2 separate regions of the Drosophila melanogaster genome follow, and region 2 is linked to region 1. The links are chromatin contacts, called in public Hi-C maps. All regions are on one chromosome and are shown on one strand. The core of a region is the stretch at or near the end of the contact, and the rest is flanking DNA. Distances in the headings are between cores, read along the strand shown.

The links. A called contact is a pair of places that touch in the nucleus more often than the background predicts.
Region 2: a Hi-C map of the Kc167 cell line shows a contact between it and region 1, with 7 times the contacts expected there. A contact is called at or near these places in 10 of 107 Hi-C or Micro-C datasets (the Clone 8 cell line, the D17-c3 cell line, the Kc167 cell line and 5 more) and 1 of 7 datasets of targeted methods (the Kc167 cell line).

Annotation. Positions count from the first base shown.
Region 1 is chr2L:12,717,771-12,725,102 of dm6, forward strand. It overlaps Pih1D1 (PIH1 domain containing 1), which reads right to left and starts at 4,073. Exons shown (of 5, transcript NM_135746.5): 1 at 3,883-4,073; 2 at 3,681-3,792. The coding sequence starts at 3,951. MRP (Multidrug-Resistance like Protein 1) reads left to right here and starts at 1,275. Exons shown (of 13, transcript NM_001316390.1): 1 at 1,275-1,470; 2 at 4,585-4,714; 3 at 4,789-6,300; 4 at 6,436-6,573; 5 at 6,995-7,141. The coding sequence starts at 4,661. It overlaps mir-9382 (mir-9382 stem loop), which reads left to right and starts at 7,187; the gene lies at 7,187-7,255.
Region 2 is chr2L:13,016,893-13,024,224 of dm6, forward strand. CG9933 reads right to left here and starts at 4,420. Exons shown (of 3, transcript NM_135754.4): 1 at 3,339-4,420; 2 at 2,906-3,034; 3 at 2,683-2,837. The coding sequence starts at 4,286. The coding sequence ends at 2,784. CG9932 reads right to left here. Exons shown (of 7, transcript NM_001273500.2): 7 at 4,976-7,332. The coding sequence ends at 6,431. It overlaps Ube4B (Ubiquitination factor E4B), which reads right to left and starts at 2,542. Exons shown (of 9, transcript NM_135753.4): 1 at 1,898-2,542; 2 at 937-1,285; 3 at 1-769. The coding sequence starts at 1,164.

The sequences.
Region 1 (7,332 bases), core at 2,823-5,322:
CTGGCGCTGTGCCAATCAATGTTCCGCGGCGGCGACGGAGTGCGTGGCCGCGACTCGACGTCGTCGTGGCTAGCCACCGCTTCCTCGATGGCTTGGAGCACCTCCTTGTCCACCACATCCTGGTGACTGTCGCCCAGCTCGACGCTGAGGCGGAACCTCTGGCGCTGGAAATGGCGCAGGTTGAACTTGGGCACATTGAAGGTGCGCTGCGCCAAGGCGTTGGCCAACACCCGACTGGCGCCCAGGTCACGGAGAAATTGGCGCCGATTGTCCAGCTCGCTGTTGGCTATTTTCATGGTACCACATATGAAATTTAAAATTTAAAAAAGCAGACACGTTTTAGGTTAGAGCTATGTGGTCACGTTTAGCAAACCAATTCCAATCTAATCTACTCATGACGACAATGCTCACTGAAAATATGCATACAAATTTTAGTTTAAATCTATAATAGATTTGCTTTGTTTTGCATTTCTTCCCACCCTTTAATTGCTTTAACAAATTGTACAACACAAAAAAAAATGATAATTTCAATTGCATTACTACTTGATTGCCTTTTCAGTCGTTATCAAAATGCTGACTAAGTTTGATGTTTGATTTTTTGTCAATCTATAAACACTAAGCACTGCCACTATCTCATATTTTAAATTAAACATCTAAATTGATTAGATTAGAAATTCTATCACAGAATTCTATTCTATTGGTGTGTACTTTCGAAATGCATAGCAGCAAATCCTGTAGTTGTAGTTGTTAAGAAACTACTCAGTAATTATACATTTATGGCATCAAACACACAATAAACTGATAATCAATAGGTATGGTCATGCTTATACCAAAATCGTGAAGAATTCGCAACCAAACACCCATTAAATGCTCTTAATTGTATGACTACTGTTGATATCGTTATCATTTCGGCCCACTTTTGTTGCTCTTGCGACAACAAAACGTTTAAGAGTCGCGTCGTGTGTCCATTTCGGTTCAGAATAATTTCACCAGAGCAGGAAAATATGTTTAAATCGGCACTTAAAATCAGGAAAGAGAGTCGGTATCTTTCAGCTGGGTTTTATTCTGGACAAACTTGGCATTATTGGAGAGTCGGGTGCTTTGATGGCAGGGGGTTTTAATTGATCGGGCGGCCACCAGGCAGTCAGCGCCACAAAAAGAGCCAAGTTAAACGCTCTCCGAGGTGGCGCTATTATCTCATTTTTGTTGTTTTTTTTTTGAGCACGGAAAGCGCGGAAAACAAATAAGTTTGTTCGCAGCGCTCGCTTCGAATTCAGTTTGCCTTTTTGCTCGTAACGAGCCGGTTGTCCGTCGATTTTGAAGTGCTCCGCCGACGCTGCCCTCCATCCAAATCCAAATAGCGATCCGACCTCAACCGCTACGGCTCGTTTTGTTTCGATTCGATTCTATTCACTCCGATCCCCCACAACCGATTCGTTTGAATCGCAGCGAGTTTTTTTCTACGTAGAGGTAATTATAAGTGACATTTCAGTCGCATCGATACCGCCAACAACAACCACCGCCGTCCATTTTTGATACCCTTGTTGATATGTGGTTGTTGGATTCCGCCAAAGCGGAACAAGTGTGCCAGTGTGCGTTCGTATCTATGTGTTGTGTATCTATCTCTGTGTGTCCACATTCTTTGCCTGAAATTGTGAAATTTCCGAAAGGCTCCAGAATATCCCGCGCAAACATTTCTCAGCAAACGAAAGAAATACGAAAAAAAAAAAAAAGAACTGACGAGAAATCGATGATTCACATTCAAAGTAGTTTGATATGGTTAAGTGTTTTGTCATGCTCGCAGCTCGATTATTTAATTGATAACAGAAAAAGTGTAAAAATTGTGGTGCGCAAGGTTGTCGTACTGCTGTTCGTACGAACAAATTTGAAGTTAATTGCCTCGTGGGTTCCACTGACGTCACAGGCCTTGAAAGATGGCCTACGATCTGTGGGTTCGACAGCTTCTCGCCCAGTCCGATGGTAATCAAGCTCCAAGGACTCAGAATCAGCAGCAAGTGGAGCAAACAAGTGTGCGATTAGGAGCAATATAGGGTTTACGATGTGCAATTCATAACTGGAGCAACGACAAACACAATGGAAGAGTCTAGTAGGGGGACAGCAACAGGCAGCACACACGATAAGGTTCAGCTGTGGGGTCCCCGATAAGGAGCTGCTCGTATAATCATTCTCGCTATGTGGAAGTTGTTTTCTCCAGAGTTTGCACACTTGGCTAAATGCAGCCAGTCAGCCTTATCTCAGCTTTTTCCCTATTAATAAAAGTCATCAAGTGTCGAGTGTCGTTGATATTCTGTAAATAAATCACTCTTCTTTGGCGGTGTAAACAATTTGTGCCGGCTGGCATGATCTGATCCAGAACAAACAAACCGTGTGTGTCAGTCAGGTTGTGAAGAGAGTGGCGTTTTTTGCTGAGAAAATTGTCAGGTTTTCTCCTTGATTTTATGGTGCAGCCAAGAGATCTCCATGCCATTTTGCTTAGCATCTCATCGTGAGTCGACGTTTTTGTTTTTAAAGAGAAATTTCACTTGGGTGTAAAGGCAAAACACACACATTTCGTACAATTGAAATATTAGGTTTTGTAAGGGGGTTTTTTCTGCCGATTGTTTTGTGCTTATATAATCGCTGCGGGAACAGGTTTCGCCGTTAATTATATCGAACTGAAAATACTCGTTTCAGATGTGTTAGAATTTTATCTAAAGTCAAATGGCTTAAAACACATGCGTGTACGGGGCAAACAAGTTTTTGGCGCCCATAAAATGTGACTAGCCCAATACCTTTTATGAGCTCCGTTCAAGATTCGCTTAAAGTTTCTCATTCCTTCTTTTTAGTTGTGTGTATCTCTGTGTAAATTAGTTCTTCTTCGAGGCGGGGAAACACGTTTTAGTCGCTCATTTGTCATTGGCATTGTACAATCTCGCTGGACTATAAACTATCGTTTCAAGTGGGCGCGATTAGACCTTCCTCCAAGTGGCCCTGGACATGTAAACACTTAACTGCCGTAGCGCACAATAACGACGGCTAGATTACAAAACTTCGTACTAACTACCCGCTCAACCCTCTTTTTGTTTCAATACGATAGATAGTTTGTCAAATAATAGTGTGCATAGGAATTAAACTGATTTGTTTGGATAATTGATTTTTTGCCTTTGTTTTGACGAATTATCCAATAGTTAAGTGCAAAATACTAATTAATAACCATTAAAAGATTGGAAATTTGAATATACAAAAAGTGTGCACAAACTATAGTTAACTTACGGAATTAATTAAAAAATTTAGAGCAATTGATTCAATTTTAAATACAAGTAATTCGGATATGTTTTCAATATTCGTAATTGGTTTTTAAAGTCTTGTCGAAGATTCGTTAGGATGGGTTTTTCTGTCCTATGACGTGTTCCATTCGCGTGCGTTTGTTCGCCTTATCGCGGGTTCACTGTACCACCCCGAGCGATTACGCGCAATCGACGTCGACGTGAGATGTTTATCAGGTTGACATGGTTCCGCGCTCGCAGAGATTACTGTGCACACACAAGTGCTAAGTAGACCATAAACCCAGAGTCATGCCTACTACTAGCTGGCTGTAATCTCCGGTTAGATTCTCCGCGCCACCGGCAGCGATTGCTGTGCCATGTGAAGCTCCGGCTGTTGCAATGGACGCCACTTACCTGCGGTCGGCTGGACAATCAGCGAGTCTCGCGGCGGCGGTTTCTGCTGCGGGCCGCTGCCCTCCGGATCGGCGCCTCCAAAGTACTGGTTAATATTGTCCTCAAACTCGTTCTGCATTTAGAAAATGAAAAAAAAAAAAAACAAGTTCATCTTTAGTGGCGCAGATAGTTCCTCACATCGAATTTCTCAAGTTTTGCTTACCCGCACAAAGCGCAGGTTCTGGTCGCGAAAATTGTCGTTGCCCTCAATGAAATTGGAACGACGCGACATTTTGCTGCACGATTTCAATTGCCAGTTACGAGTTAATCCAATGCAAATGCTATTTTTGCGCTGAGCGACGAGCGAAAAACGCAAATTTTATTTGCCAGAATGGAGCTGTCAACTCGATTGAAATGAAAACTAATGTGACAGTGTGAACGCCGGTGGAAAAACATTTAATGCCATGCGATAGGCTAAAAATACTAGATAGGCGTTTTCCCTGTACAGGGTGCTCATTAATAAAAAGTAAATGACAAGAATTTTCGAGAATAATTGCTATGAATTTCTATATGAAACTTTAAAAGCTTAATCCAAATTTAAGAAATTCATTTGTATTTTTGCTGTTGCAAATGCAATTGATTTCTACTTGCTTCTACTAAGTTTTCCAAGCAAATGTATTTTAATAATTTATGTACAAAAATTACAAGTTTCACTTAAATCAATATAAACAATTAAAATAACACGCAGTGCAGAATTATACACTCATTTTCCATCCGACACCCACTGTGCCCGCGAAATACCAGAAAAATACTAGCAATCAACTTCCCACTGTCACGATTAGCGGTTGTTGTAGTTGTGCGGCTTGGGAAGGAACAGCTGTTGGCCCGAAAATATAGATCCGTTTATTTCCTTGCCGCTTTACAGTTACCACATCGCCCGATATAGCATACGCATATAGCCCAATTGCACGTGGAGGAGGTTGCCGAGCAGTCGAGTAACCATGGCGGATGACACTAGTTCGCCGATGGACAGATTCTGCGGATCCACGTTCTGGGTGAGTGCATCAGCAGTGGTGTTCAATCCGAATGCATAGTGTAAATGTATGGTTTCCGTGTGTCCAACGAACAGAACGCAACAGAGACATGGTATACCAACGATCCGGACTTTACGCCCTGCTTTGAGCAAACGGCGCTGGTCTGGACACCCTGCGCCTTCTACTGGGCGTTCGTGATCTTTGACTTTTACTACCTGAAGGCGAGTTTGGACAGGAATATACCGTGGAACAAGCTGAACGTGAGCAAAGCTCTGGTGAATCTGGGTCTGCTGGTAATCACTGCCCTGGACCTAATTATGGCGCTGGTCAAGAAGGGCGGCGACTCTGAGCTGCCGCTCTACGACCTGGATGTTTGGGGTCCCATCATCAAGTTCGCCACCTTCCTGTTGCTCTTCATATTCATCCCGCTGAATCGAAAGTATGGCGTGCAGACCACGGGATGTCAGTTCATCTTCTGGTTCCTGCTCACTGTGCTGTCGATTCCCCGCTGCCGCACTGAAGTTCGACTGGACGCGGAGCGCCAGAAGATTCTGAATTCGCAACAGCCATCCGAGCAGGACTTTTCCTGGGAGGAGTATCAGTTCGTTAGCTTCTTTATCTTCTTCACCTTCACCAGCATTATGCTGATCCTGAACTGCTTCGCGGACGGAATGCCCAGACAAACCAAGTACCAGAGGGGTGAGAACGAGATTCCCGAACTGTCAGCCAGTTTCCTTTCCCGCATCACCTATCAGTGGTTCGACAAAATGGCCCTCAAGGGCTATCGCAACCCGCTGGAGGAGAAGGATCTGTGGGACCTGAGGCCGCAGGACAGCTGCTCCGAGGTCATGCCCATCTTCGCCCACCACTGGAACCAGAACGTGCGCAAGAACTACAAGAACAAGGCGCGCGTAGAACCCAAGGCGCAGTTTAGCAATGGCAACGTGACCTTTGAGAATCCCCACGGTGAGAAGAATGGCCGCAAGAAGGGCATGGCCAGTATTATGCCGCCAATTTACAAGTCCTTCGGAGGCGTCTTTCTGTTCGGCGCCCTAATGAAGCTGTTCACCGACACCCTGACATTTGCCCAGCCCCAAGTCCTGAGTTTGATCATCAGCTTCGTCGAGGCCCAAGATGCCGAGCCCGAATGGAAGGGTATCTTATACGCTGTCCTGCTTTTCGTTTTGGCCGCTGCACAGACCTTTATTCTGGGGCAATATTTCCACCGAATGTTCATTGTGGGCCTGCGAATCAGGACAGCTTTGATCAATGCCATCTACCGCAAGGCCCTGCGCATTTCGAACTCCACCAAAAAGGAGTCCACCGTGGGCGAGATCGTCAACCTGATGGCCGTGGATGCCCAGCGATTCATGGAACTGACAACCTACTTAAACATGATCTGGTCGGCGCCACTGCAGATCGGTCTAGCCCTGTATTTCCTTTGGCAGCAACTGGGACCGTCTGTGCTGGCCGGTTTGGCTGTGATGATTATCCTGATCCCTGTGAACGGAGTGATTGCCAGTCGCATCAAGACCTATCAGATCAGACAGATGAAGTACAAAGATGAGCGTGTTAAGTTGATGAACGAAGTACTGAGTGGCATTAAGGTGAGTGGCACTAGGACTAGGGATTAGGTAGAAGCCTAATCTCTTAAGTATAACAATTATCCTCTGTCATGCTGACTGCTGTCAGAAGTCGATGCTATGTCGATTCTATGCTAACCGTTTTTATAATCCACATAGGTGCTCAAATTGTACGCCTGGGAACCGAGTTTCGAGAAGCAAGTGCTGGACATCCGTGACAAGGAGATTGCGACGCTGCGCTCCACTGCCTACTTGAACGCGGGCACTTCGTTCTTGTGGTCCTGTGCACCGTTCCTGGTAAGATATGCCAGCCCTGCAGGGCTCTGAGTCCTCCGAGATTTCTTTACAGCTGACTGAGATGAGTTGGACGTGTAGCATTGGACTAATCTGGCAAATATATGTACTTCGTGTCCGAACAAACAAAGGTTTCCTTGGTCACGTTCGCCACTTACGTGCTAACCAGCGAGGCGAATCAGCTGAGCGTCGAGAAGGTGTTAGTCTCAATCGCCCTCTTCGACCTCATGAAACTCCCGCTGACCATCCTGCCCATGCTGAGTGTTGACATAGCCGAGGTACAGCTCCCGCGATGGCGATGGATTAACAACCTCTTCGGCTATGGTGCACCTCTCCGCCTCTCCTATATCCATCAACTTCAGATCAAGGATCAAGAACGAACATTTTATCAACGCCTTAAACGAAATTGTGTATTATCTTTTAGGTTTCATTAGTTACATTCGCCACTTACGTTTTAATTGATGAAAATAACGTGCTTGATGCCACCAAAACCTTTGTCTCATTATCATTATTCAACATTCTACGATTTCCGCTAACAATGTTGCCCATGCTGATCACCAACCTGGTGCAAGTAAGTTACGCCCGATTGCAATACCAATTACTACCACTCTAGTCGATCACAGTGTGGCTGAGGGATTCCACTTTCCTTATAACTTTTGCCGATCCCCGGCGCCACTGTGATCGTCGATTTTGTGCCGTTTTGTGATTGTGATTTATGTTTATTTACTTAATTTGAATTCTTTTTTAGCCAAATCGAATTTA
Region 2 (7,332 bases), core at 3,170-5,669, 300 kb after region 1:
AAGTACCAGCTGCCTCGCTACTAGTTGCTTCAATTGGTCCAGATGCGCCAGCAGCCGCAGCCGCAGTTTCTCCGCTGGCAGTTGCTCCACCGGTGGCTACTGCGTTGGCAAGGATTTCCTGTACTTCCGTATCATCTGATTTAATTTTCTTGGCAGAGGAGAACTCTTTATCGTCCGCTTTAACAGAAACGCCATCTCCTTCGATCAGCTCACCGTTGTAGATCTTCAAAACAGCCTCCATGAGCACATTGGCCACAATGCACTCGAAGTCGAATCTGCGGTGTGGCTGCTGCTCCAGGAAGCTGGCACTCTGGGCACAAATGATGGACCCGCTACCGTACTCATTCCACGTGGCATTCAGTAGGCGGGAGAGCAATTGTTCGTTTTGCTCATCCGCACTTTTTTTTGGACCGACTACAGTTTCAATGGACAACTCGGCATTTCCAGCGGATATCTTGCAACTCTGCAACACACTCCTTTTGGTGGCCTCGGCTGTTGGCAGGCTGAGCGCTGTCGTCATATCCACATCTTGCATTGGTGTCGAGACCACCGACTTCATCTCCACATCCATGTCCGGTTTTCCGCTCAGTTCCCTCCAAGCGGGCGCCGAAGTGGGCAGCGATACCTCCTTTTCGCCGGGCGTGGCCTCACGTACCAGTCGAGACTCGCCAGAGACGTTGGTCGGCTTCCGTGGCGTAGTAGTCAGGGGCGCCAGGGCACACTGGATGCCACTTCGGGCAGCCAAAGTCCGAAGACGACGGGCGCGCATCTGAAAGAATTAAAGAGGTTAGTTCACCAATTTAGCTGTTACCAATTAAAGTATATCATAGTTTAAAGTTCGTTTTCCTTTTACAAAATAGTTTACTTGTATTATTGATTTAGATAACTTTAAATATGATATTTTGTTGCTTCATTAAGTTTGCGAAAACGATATACCTCTTCTGCGGATAATTCGGTGACCACCACAGACTCGGCCGGCTGTTGCGGCTGCACATCGGGGTTGGGTTGCTCAGGCAGTTGCTGACCGGGTATCTCGCCCTGCGCTAACTGGGGCTGCTGATCCTGTTCGTGCTGATCCTGTTCGTGGTCCTGATCCTGATCCTGCTCCTGATCATCATCCTCCTCCTCCTCCATGGGCTTTTGTGGCGGCTCTTCTTCCGGCATTTCTCGGATCCGCTGGTACTCTGGGAAACAATGCGCAGTTGTGCTACCAAATCTGTTTTCGCCTCTCTCACTGTTTTTGTTTGTTTGTGGCGTAGTTTTTCCGCCGCTTCTTCTGATGCTGCTGCAAAATAAGAGGCGATGATGTGGGTTAATGAACCAAACAAAAGCACGCGCACTCGACAAATAAATAAAATAACAAATAAAGAGAAAATTAAAACAAAGTCCAGCGGTCAACGTCAAGTTCACGCGAAGACAATGCCGCCATCGCCAAAACCAGATGGATTGGCCGTTTCTCTTTGTGCTACGCAACTACGCACTAGATGGATGATGTGCAGCATAGCTGGGAGCATACCAGGACAACTGACCTGCCGCACACAGTCAGTGTGCGAATCAAAAGCGGACGCAGATCGGCCGAGGTTGACAAAAAGTGCACGGCTGCAACTATTTTTAGAAGAGGATTTCTCGAGCACTGGCGCTGCACTGCACCCAAAACAAGTGCAGTAAACAATATCATAACATATGCGGAATCGGATGGCGAAACCTTATATAATGTTTAGGGATAGCCGATCGAATAGGATCGGATCGGCACGGGATATCACCAGCTCATTTGCGCATTTGAGACGGCGGATAAAGTACACAAAATCGTGGGATATATAATCGGACATAGGTTCGATGTGAGGGTGTGTGAAATACGGAAAATCGAGGATTGCGCCGCACATATATTCGCACTTACCTGACTCTACGGACCGACTTTCACCTGCTGCAAAACGTATTGGTTGTGCTACGGCCCGTAACTATTGCATTTTACGGAACTCTATATGGTTTCGACAATTCACCCGAACAATTCCACGTCTGGTGGTGACCACGCAAAAAATTTCTCTTTTGTTCTGCGAGCTTCGTGGGGATTGGTTATCGGCCCTCGGCTGGCTATATCTATGTGGGGATCGCCCGAATGCGATCCGTATATCGACACAAATGCTTCACTGGCCAGGCGATGGGCTCAAGAAATACAGACCTCCGAACTTTCCTCCAATTGAATTACTTATAATTTTTGGGTTTCGCGTCAGTCGACGAACAGTGTTTCAGTTTGGTCTGGTGGCCGACAGTCACACTGGCCGCGGCGTGGTCACACTTAAAGATGGAATGTTCGCCGATAGTTGCTTTAACCCTTGCAGGGCCCTCATATTTTTATGATTTCATTATCGAATTTAAAATTTCGTTAAACATCCGAAAAGTTGTGAATCATTTGAATACTATTTGTAATTTTAAATTTGCACTTTTGTTTTTGCCTTTAATTGCAATAATGTTCTCTAAGCATCTATACCCAATTTATATATCCTTTTTGCTCTAAGAGAACTAGTTTGAAAATATCTGAAACTATTGTTTGTTTGTCGTTTGAAAATATTTAAATATCGCTGAATTACTAGGTGCGAACTGATTAACGATGGGAAATCAAAAATTAGGCCTACCAAAATGGTTATATTCCTCATGACACATAATGAAAAGCAAGTGTTGTTTAGTTATTTTTGTTCAACAAAAGAAAATCATTTACTTCATTTTACAAAAATGTTACAATTATGTGGAACCTAATTATGAACCTAATACCTAAGTAACCGCTACTAGAAATCCGTGTATCGCTGTCGCAGACTCTGCCTTTTGGCAACGTGATGCATCTGCAAAACACAAGCATTTGAATTACAAACTGGCATTATATGTGGTTTTAATTAGGATAAGGACTAACCAAGCGCTGCTGACGTCGTTCTCGATTCATTTCGTAGGCCTTGAGCAGCGAGGGGCACGTGCGCTTGATGAACTCCTCCGATTGCCAGAAGAGTCCGCCTTGGTTCTCGTAGCGCAGAAGGAATTCAACCTGCAAGGATATTAAGGTTATTAAATGATACCTACAATTGGGATAGAGGGCAAACTACATAAGATTCAGACTGTTTAAAAGTTTTCCTTCGCTTTACAAAGTAAAGAAAGCTGATCTTTGGCTTATTTATTTTGTAAAAGCAAAAGTCATATAGCAAACCTTTTCCAGCTTAGAATTTTTGTTTACTAAATATGATATGAATAAACCAACAATGTGTTGTAAATGAAACTGTAATCGAATTCATAGAAAATTTGTGAACCCTAAACCGTACTGATAGTTTATTGCTTTCGTATTGCAAACGTACCTTTCCCGCCTTGGTCTCCTTGCCCAGAATGCGTTCAATGCCATTCTCGGGCTTGATGCGTCTGAAGAAGTCCTCGTCGTTGTACTCGGTGACCACCTCCTCGCCGACTTCGTTTAGCATATCCTCGATGCTGAGCAGTCCATCCTGCAGCCGCTCGCCGTTCTGTTCGACGCGCTGCACGTATGTCAACGGGTGCTGCTTGAGGTAATCCTCCGCCTCGGCGATTGTCTTGGCCAGATCGAACTCCTCCTCCGCCTCCTCCTGCTCATCGTCATCGTTGTCCTCGTACTCACCGTCCAGCTCCATGCCATCACAGTTAGCGCCGCTGGGCGAGGAGGTTCGTTTGGTATGCATGGAGCGTCGCTTTCTTTTCATCCAGTTCCCGCCGTCGTTTTCCTTGACGTCCGGATGGAAGCGTACCTTCTTCACGCGCACGGACGACGAGGCGGAATCTGTTGTTTCGGGGGTGGACTGGCTGGGTGTCTGCTGCGACTCCAGCATGCTGCCGCTGATGCTACTAGAGGCGGACGTGGGTGTTGATGTGGATGTGGATGCTGATACGGAGGCGCCGGTGCTCTCCGCCAGCGTGGTTTCCTTGAGGTTCTGTGATATAAGCTTGACTTTCGTCTCGAAGGCAGTGCATGGAGATGTGGGCGATTTGCTGGCCGGATGTTCTGGTGGGGATTGACTGCTCTGCGGACTGTCGCCCTCGCCGCACGACCCCGCCGCAGCTTCAGTCTTGTGATCCGTCTGCTTGCCGGCTCCCTCCATCGAACCGGATTCCTTGTTAATCGATTCCGCAGCGGAATCCCTGCTGCAGTTGTCCAGATCTCCGACTGTGGAGTCTCCGTCGCCCGTCGTCGTTGTCTCCACCATCACACACTTGATTTGCATAGATTTGTCCAGCGAGTCACTGCCAGCCGAGTCATCATTGGACTTGGTATCCATGTGTTTGGGTGGCTCCGTGTTCTCTGCGTTGGCTCTCTATCGTTTTGCGGCTCTGCTAAAGTTCAATTTTAGCTAAATGCATCGCAATTCATTTGTAATCTTTCAACAAAACGGCTTTCTCAGTGTTACCGTACCGACAACTATGAAATATACCCTCAAATTTGCGTAGCTGACTTGGCAGCGATTGTGAAACGATTGGAATTGCAACAGGGAGCTAAATAGTATATATGATTTTATATTTTCTTTGGCTCTTTTGATTATTTGGAGAGTTATTATTTAAGTATCTCAGTAAGAGTAATCTGGAATAGCATTGCATATCCCTTTTTGATTATTATTATTTTTTCTTTAATTAAAAGAAAAAGAGTAAAATAATCTTTTGTTCCACATTCAATCGTTTCACAGAGTTGCCGTATCTTGAAAGTCACTTTTAAATTGATATACCGCTATACCGTTACGCAGGCTACCTTTCAAATTAAAATTCCGTTAAAAAAGAATGCTTGATTTTGATGTTTGATTTCAGTAAAGAAAAAAGAAAAATGTTGAAGTGCTTTCAATTTAATAGAAGTCAATGAACTATTTTGCATTATGATTTGAATTTTTAGAAACTACTTTTGGCGTTTAGATCTGAACCCAATTATTCGATTTCTTTTTTAAATAGAAGTACCAAACATACAGATAATCGGTCAATTGTAAATGCAACTTGTGTTGTTTTTATTTGATTTCTTTATTAACAATTGTTTTTGTACATTTTCTCTTTTGTAATTCAATGCCGTAAATCTTATTGTGTGTTTGTGTGGTGTGTGTAAGTGTTGCGTGTGGTTGTGTGCGCAGTAAACAAAACTAAGTTATTTACACTAGCTTTAAGTTTAAATGTAGTTCAATGTTAAGGACTATTTAATATATAATATATTGTGTGTATAGATATTCGTATCGATATAAGATGTATATATGCATATCAAAGGCGGTTTGCATTTATATCCAAGTTAGATTCTGTATACATATCGCTTGTTTGCGCTATATCTTCTGGTTTTGATTTGCTTTGTTTTCAAATGTTTCCTTGCATTAAGTTTAAACTATTTAAATATGGCCCCGCTATTCCACATGTGTTCTTTTTGTTTGCTTATAGTTTAATGATAACATTTTGTTTGTAGTGTTAACGCCTACACTGTGCTACAAAGACGCCGTTTGCTGGAAAACATTCGCACTAATGATGAGAACATAACTAATCCGTAGTAGAAACTAATTACTATTAACTAATTTTAAATGTGTGCTGCACTTGTACAAAATAATATTGCAAATATTGCAAAAAATTCCCTATTCTCTGTTGATTTTTCAATTGCATTTTAAATGTGTTTCTTTTTGTTTCTATAGTTTTTATTTTTGCAGCAGCTGTGTGTAAATATATATATATGTATAGATTTATATAGTATGTATATAGTACCATATTCATTGCATGATATACGCGCTCACTTTCTTATTTCTTTTTTTTTTTGCATTTACAATTATCAATAATCACAGTTCCCATTCGAAAAATTAAACGAATTATTTGTAGCAAGACATAATTTTGAATTTATCTCTTTTTCTCCTGTACAAAGTTGATTTCCTTGAAACGCTTTTGGATCTTGCTCGGATTGGGTTGGTTTTCCAATTTAATATATTAAGCCGATGGTAAATATATATATATAGGTTCTATATTAAAATGCCTTCTATAGTTATCTCTTTGATAAGTTACAATACGATTAGTTTAAATTACATTTTGCACCGTTCTAGCAAGTAATTACATTAAGAATTCCGGCTTATCCCATTTGCAAAGTATTCGAATAATGGTATTTCATTCCTTTTTTGTTTATAAATTATCGTTACTTAATTACCTTAGGTTCTAGAAAAAACGTAAAAGTGCAGGAACATGTTCCAACTAGGTGTGTATAAGTGGGTGTGTGTTAGTGACAATAGAAATCCCAAAACAGGTGCCTAAAACGAATCCCCAACTCCACTAACGCATACCCAAAAAAAAATATGGAAAAGCATAAGCAACAACAAAATATTAACAAAACCAAAACTCACTTAAATCGAAAAATAACCATAAGCTTAGTTGGATAAATTATGGATTAAATTAAATAAAAGGTTCGACCCTTGGATGTGGCCTACTTTCTGGAAATGACTTTGCCCGTCTGGGCATTGACCAGTATCATTTTTTCCGGTGTTGCGGGTCGCTCCTGGCCGGAGGTGGAAGTGGCGTCCTCCGACTGGTTGGCACTTCCCCGAAGGATCCTTCTGCGCAGGCGATCGCTGATATTCTCGCTCTTCTGGGACTCTGAATTGGCGCCCTCATCCTGGGAGAGCTTCACACTCAAGCCGCCATCGTTCTTGTACAGAATCAACTTTGTGCTGGACTTTTTGGCCGACGACTCCTCCATTCCCTCGACAGCTGGCTGTTCATCTGGGCCGCTGCTGCTTGGCTGCTGTTGCTGCTGCTGCTGCACATTGGCGTTCATCACATTGTCCTGGTTGTTGTTGTGCTCGGTCTGCTCCACCTTTGAGTCAGCGGTTTCTTCCGGTTCCCGCTCAACGCTGATCTCCAGCTGATCGTAGCAGGTAAAGAACTCCACGGACTTGAGCTTCTCACCAGCATTGAAATGCAGCGCCGTGTGCTCCTCCATTTCCGCCTCCTCATTGGCATTGTAATCACAATGGGCACATTTCTGGCAGTTCGGAGGTGGAGGATTTACGCAGGCGTGCTTCTGTAGATGCTGCATCAGCTCCTCGTGCTGCTGCGTCTCGAATGGACAGTGGAGGCAGCGTTCCGGTGCCGGAATGGACTGGGGCATGTCAACGGATCCTGCATCACTGCTGCCATCTGCGGCCAAATCACTGGTGGCCACCGAAGCGCTGGTCGACGGTGTGGAGCTGCTATGTCGCTCCTCGTCCTCCTCGGGGACTTCCGCCTCGTTTTTGTTAACGGATACTTTCAGGGGAAGTGGGACCATCTGACCACCGCCCGATTCCAGCTGCTTCTTGAGCAGAGAGTTCTGGTTGTCAAACCCAC